2 separate regions of the Triticum aestivum genome follow, and region 2 is linked to region 1. Evidence: chromatin contacts called from public Hi-C data. All regions are on one chromosome and are shown on one strand. Each heading gives the region's core, a stretch centred on a gene start, on an enhancer-like site or on the middle of the called end of the contact. The rest is flanking DNA. Distances are from core to core; before and after follow the strand shown.

Region 1 (3,067 bases), core at 176-2,675:
TCACGGTTTTGCTTTCGCGAGAGGCACAGTTGTGCTTTCGTGAAATTCACGGCCATGCCTCTAGGAAAGGGAAAAAAATACGCGCTTTCTGTTTTTTCTTTTCGCGAGAGTCACGGTTTTGCTTTCGCGAGAGGCACGGTTGTGCCTTCGCGAGAGTCACGGCCGTGCCTCTCAGAAACGAAAGAAAAACATGTTTTCTGTTTTTTTCCTTTTACGAGTCACGGTTTTACTTTCACGAGAGACACAGTTGTGATTTCGCGAGAGGCATGGACGTGCCTCTTTCGAAAAAGGAAAAAACCGTGATCCCGGTTCTGTTTTTTCGCCCGGTCTTTTTGTCCGGTTTTTTTTCGTGGAAAAAAGTTCGTCAAAATCTATCAACATGGGATCTAGTTTTAAAGATCTCGACGCGAGGAATTCAATGATGAAAACGGTTCGAGATTTGGACGCACGGTTTAAGAGATAAAACATTTTGAATAAACAAATCTACGAAAAAAGAAAAACTCCTAGGTTGCGACAAGTGACGTGCTGCATGTACGCCACTTGTCACGACTTGAGAAAGTGGAGTGTTCTTTGCAATGAGTACTCCTTAATTAGTGATTTCAAGAAAAACCTAGAGATCAGAGCGGTTCCCTAATGGGCCTGGACCAGGGCAGAACCACACACCCCGTTTTTCTCAGGTTCGTGTGGCCCAGAACAATCGAACCTTGCAGCCCAGTGCAGTCTTTGCGGATAAGCACATCGTAATCACACTACCCTGAGCGCCTGAACCTGTATGTGCCATCGTGTGTACTGTTCACCCTCTCCAGTCTCTCTCTTTGCGTCTCCAGAAAGCCAGGAGATCGTAGAACTGCATGCACACGGTCCAGTCCAGTTAACTAAGCCGATAGCACGAACAACAGCCGAAAACAGAGCGCATGGATAGAGAAGAAATGCTCACTCACTTTTTTGCAGTAGTAGTAGTTCCCAGTTTCCGCCAACAAAAACCGACGATCTTGCTCATCAGCGTAAGGATCGATGGACTCATGGGCTCCATCGATGTAAGCAGCGGTGCACTCCCGGCTGCGTGTTTCTAGCTCTGCTCCCCCGCCGTGCTCCTCCTCCTCCTCCCATGAGTACGCGTCACCGTCGGCGCCGGCGCTCTGTGCCGCCGTCCGATCCAGTGGCGCAAAGGAGGCGGGGCACGAGAGGAACCGCGCCGTGATCGCGCAGACGAGGCAGAGGGAGGCGGCCGCGCAGGCGAAGGGGAGCAGCACGACGATGAGGGCGGCCGCGGCCACGGAGGAGAGGACGAGGGCGATGTGGAGCGCGCATAGGCTCCACACGTGCCATGCTAGAGCGAAGCACGATGACGACGACGACGCTGTGGTTCCTGGAGCGTGTTGCGTAGGGGAAGAGGGCGACATGGGACTTGAGGCTCTGAAAGATGGCGCCAGTTGATGCGACTGCCGCGAGGCCTGTGGACGAGTAAGATTTCTCTTTCGACCTTGGCTACGTGGAGTTTTGCTGCAACGATCCTTCGCGTGCAACGCGTGTAGGTTCGGGCATGTAGAACTTCAGTGATGCGGTTTGCATTGAAGACAGCTGAAATACGTGTATTGCTCCGCGAGAGGGAGTGGCTCCACGTGGCGGGCCCACTGCCGGCTGTCATTCTTTTTAGCGTATAAGAACTGTCGGCCGTCATGGCCGGGACTTCTTGGCAGGAAGATGGCGTTTGGGCCATGAATTTGATGAACATTTTTTAAGCTTGATGAAAAAAATTCTCCATTCAACAAAATAAGGATGAACTTTTTGAAAGATGAATGAACATATTTTGAATTTGATGACCATTTTAAAAAGTTACGCTGACCAAATTTTGAACACTATGAACTTTTAAAAAAAATGGACGAATAAAATTTGAATTTGATGAAATTTTTTAGAAATCGATGAACATTTTTTGACAAAGATGAATAAAATGTAGAGTTACATAAAAGATTTTTTAGTTTCATGAACACACTTTGAATTTGATGAACATTTTTTAAATATTGATAAAAAGATGAATTCGATGGAAAAAATATTGATTTTTTTGAAAAAAAAAGTTAGCAAAACAAAGTAAAAAATTAAAAAGGAAAAAGGACAAACAGGAAAAAGAAAAGGGTAAAAGGAAAATGACTGTGATATTTGGCACACGTGTGCCATATAAGCAAAACTGCCACACCTCTATTTCTTTCATTTTAAAGTACTATACGATCCCTTCGTTCTTTGACCTCGCCTCTTCCCAAATGACCCCGCAAGCTCGCCTGAGAAATCTGCTTCTCCCGCACATCTCGGACGCTCACCCCCGAGAAAACTGTCACTTCTTCACGTCTACCACATGATTTCTTCTCAGGAGAAAGTTACCATGATATTTGTATGCAAGTTATCAGGCCTGTGTTGCATAATTTACCGTGCTATTTATATAGAACGTATCAGGTACTATGCTTCAACAACTACACCCTTTCAAAGTTACCACTGTGTTTTGTACACAAGTTATAAGGTATTCGATGTGTAAAATACCATGGTACTTACACATAAGTTATCAGGGTATATGTACATCAACCTCCCCCGGTCAAAGTTACCATGAGGGATTGTACATGAGTTACCAGGTCTACGGTTCATATATTATCATGGTACTTGCACCTAAAAACCTAGGTGTGTTTCGGTAGCTTTTTCCATAGGTCAAAAATTACCATGATGTTTTTGCGTAACTTATCACGCCTATAGCACGTGTGCCCCTCAAGACACTAAACATTATGTGACTTTCCCGTGGCACGCCATGTGTTGTGTTCATTCAAGAGACCCACGCGCGAGGCAAGTGTATGTTTTTAACAACTTATATATTTTTCTTTGGTAAAAAATTTACCATCATGTTTATGTTGCAAGTTATCAGTTATGCGGTGCTTATATTATCATGTTATTTACACAAAAATTATTGGGGATGTTTTGAACAACTTTTTCCCGGGGCAAAAAGTTGTCATGGTGATTCTAGGTAACCTATCAAGCCCCCCCCCCCCCCCCCCCCCCCCGCGCACGGGTCAAAAACTTATCATGG
Region 2 (3,067 bases), core at 384-2,883, 300 kb after region 1:
ACGGTTGGTAAAACACAAACATTTGCGATATGCACCATAATCCGACACGGTTCATAAAGAGGGAACGTGTGCAAGCATGTACACAGTTGCCGTTTGCAAACCGTGTGCGATGTCAGACAATATCACAAACGGAGCGGGCAAACTAAACGTTTGTGTTAGTTGTCTTATCGTACACGATTCGCAACCATGAACTGATTCTGATGAAGTATGCATCGTAAACGTTGCACCACAGGATAGCATGTGCGATAGTTGTCGTGTACGACGATGTTACGACGGTCCGACGTTTTGTAATCCTGTCAGACACTTGTACGACGATTAGCTAATCTTTTTAACGGTGAACCGTTTGTGATGGGCCGCGCATCATACATGTTTTATAATAGTGAACCTTTTGTGATGGGCCGCGCATCATAAACGTAGCACCACAGAATACCGACTGCGATGGCAATGCGAGCAGAAACGAGTAGGTGTACTGTAGGGGCTCTATCCCGACGGTTTCTGTATCGTGTGGGAAGGACCCCCTATCGCGCACACTCACTTGGCGACGGTTCCAAATGCCGTCGCGAAAAGAGGTTAAAAACCGTTTGTTTAGGACCGACACGCATCGGTGATAGATCTTGCATGTGCGTAGAAATTTTTTGTTTTTCATGCAACGTCCCCAACAGATACGACAAGAGTGCAACAAGTTTTGTGTCACCCTTGAAAGCATCGAGGGATGTCCTGTAGTGGAGAAGCAAACGAAGATGCTCGAAATTGAGGCCATCAATGCCAAGACCAAAACAAAAGAAATGGCGCTCGTAGCATGATGCTGTTGGTGGAGATCATGAAGATGGACTTGAGCATGGTGTCGCCAGGAAGAGGCCTTTGTTCGAGAAGATGCAAACCGACATGCTTACGTTCGATGACTAGTGATCTATGACGGAGAGCGTCATCTTTTTTCTATGTCAGCGCTGACATGGCCACAACCAAGATGGCGTGGTTGAACTGTCAGCCCTTTTTTCTATGTGTTGGCATATGTGTCGGTCGTTGGCAAATGCGCTAGCATAAACTGTGCGGTGGTTTTTTGGAGGCTGGCATGGTCCTGACATGAATTTTGGGTGATGGCATAACCGCTGACATTATTTTTGGTCACGGGCCTTTTTAAAATTCTGTGCAAACTTAAAATGGGTCTGCGCTTTGGACGCACCGTCGACTCAAACAAAAAATAGACAGATAATGAGCGAACCGCCGATTCAAACGAAAAAAAGACAAAGCACGTGTTCGTTTGGATCAGGGCATTGAAGTTGTTCCGACGTAAAACAAAGCGTGCTAGCTGAGAAAAACTGAAACGTGACAGGGGCGTGTGGTTTATTCAACAATGTCCGGTCACGTCTGAAACTCTGAACCCGCAGTTGGCGCGTAGGCCGTAGGGTACGCAATGAAAGCGAGCAACGGGTGCGACCCCAACCAGACCAGACTGCCGCCGGACGAGCCACGGTCGGGGTCACGTGAGCGCAAGGCCGGGGGCCCCGGCCGCCTGGGCGGGTCGCAGTCGACGGCACGCCCACGTGACCGCGCTGCGTTCTCTCCTCCGACGGGGCCCCCTGCACTGCTCTCCCCACGACTCGAAGGCCGCCGCGAGACGTGACCGCAGCGTCCCGCCACACACACGTCGCTGTGCCCCTGTGCTGTGCGTGCGCGTGGGCCGCGACCGACCGACCCCTCACGTGCCCGGCTCGCTGCGTCCTTGTCTTTCGGTTCGGCCGCGGCGCACGCCACCTCGTCGATCATGGACCCGCCCTGCCCTGCGCCCGCCCGTGGTCTACCACCACGGCCGTAGCGGCGCCGGTATCAACCGTGCCACTGTGCCATGCGTGACTTCACAGGCGAGACCAGTCCATATCACCTACTCAGAGGCAGCGCCAGGTCGCCTGCTGGCCGGGTCTCGTGCAGGCCGGGAACCCGGGGCAGGACCAGCGCCGGTGCGTTGGCTGGCCACATGACCACCGGCCGCTGGGCGCCCACACCACACGTGACCCGCCGCGCGCTGGCCGGCCCATCCCATCCCCCTCCCCACTCACGCCGCACTCCCCCACCCACGCGTCGACCCCCGGCACCAGCAGCAACGATCCACCACCATCATCAACCCTCCCTCCCGCGCTAATCAACCCCTCACATGCACGCATGAGGCCCGGATCAGCGGAGCGATCGCATTTAATTACAGATCCCAAGGCCGATTTTCTTAAACAACCAGAAGGCCCTGCAGCCGCAGGGAATGTCGTCTAGTTGAGCCGAGCGAGCCACGGTAAAGAAGCACACACACACACACAAAGCACAGAGCGGCCGTGCTTTGCTCATCTGTAAACCCCATTTTAAAACGCCTAAGCTTTGGCCCTTTAATTATCCCTCGGAATCTTCCACTCTGTCAAGGTGTCGACAGCCTCTTTAGCTATATCCTAATCTACGAAATTTAGTAAGTTAATCGCGTGCCGCTTTGCGGGGGAAGGTGCGCTGCATGCTTAGCTAGCCAACATGCGCTGCATACTTAACTATCTTCTCCCTCTCTCTCCGTCCAAAGGACGACGACGACGGGGTGCGTGCTCTTTGTTTACGCCCGGCTTGCCGGCCTTTTGTGGCCGAGGCGGTGCGGCATGGGCGTCGCGTCTCCAACCTTTGTTTTCCAGTAGACGGACAAGTAGGTTCGTCGTAGTGGTCATGTGACCCTCCATGATTAGACGTCATTAGCTACGACGCCATCATTTCCTCCAGCGTTTTTTCCTCGTTCTTTAGCTCCGCTTTCACATCGCTGCCTGTACATGCATGCACGAGACCACCGTAGGCGTGTGTTGGTGTCGTCTAATCAAGTTTATTTTTGTGATCAAAAGTCTGAATAAACAAGGTTAGGAAGGGAAACGAAAAGTGGGGAAGAAGGCGGTGCACACATGGTGGGATGTTGCGCGCATGATGGTGCCGCGGACGTAGCCAAAGATGAAGCTATTGACAAAAGCCCGCGTATAGGTTAAAAGGGTCTCCGACATGACACCGCAACTGGCAAAAGGACGGCGATCTGGGCTGTTTGCTGCACAAGCAA

The links. Hi-C and Micro-C count contacts between places; a contact is called where the count stands out from the background.
Region 2: a Hi-C map of leaf shows a contact between it and region 1, with 4 times the contacts expected there. The contact joins the enhancer-like site here to the promoter of LOC123107192 in region 1. A contact is called at or near these places in 2 of 5 Hi-C or Micro-C datasets (leaf and root).

Annotation. Positions count from the first base shown.
Region 1 is chr5A:467,534,509-467,537,575 of IWGSC CS RefSeq v2.1, forward strand. LOC123107192 reads right to left here and starts at 1,426. Exons shown (of 2, transcript XM_044529194.1): 1 at 942-1,426; 2 at 531-847. The coding sequence starts at 1,403. The coding sequence ends at 794.
Region 2 is chr5A:467,839,093-467,842,159 of IWGSC CS RefSeq v2.1, forward strand. No RefSeq gene overlaps it. Among protein-coding and RNA genes, the nearest start is that of LOC123104068, 5.7 kb to the right of the region's middle. Within about 2 kb of position 1,634, at least 8 of the 8 cell types and tissues checked have an H3K27ac peak or open chromatin away from gene starts, as enhancers often do. A contact at or near this core is called in leaf and root, where this site is marked.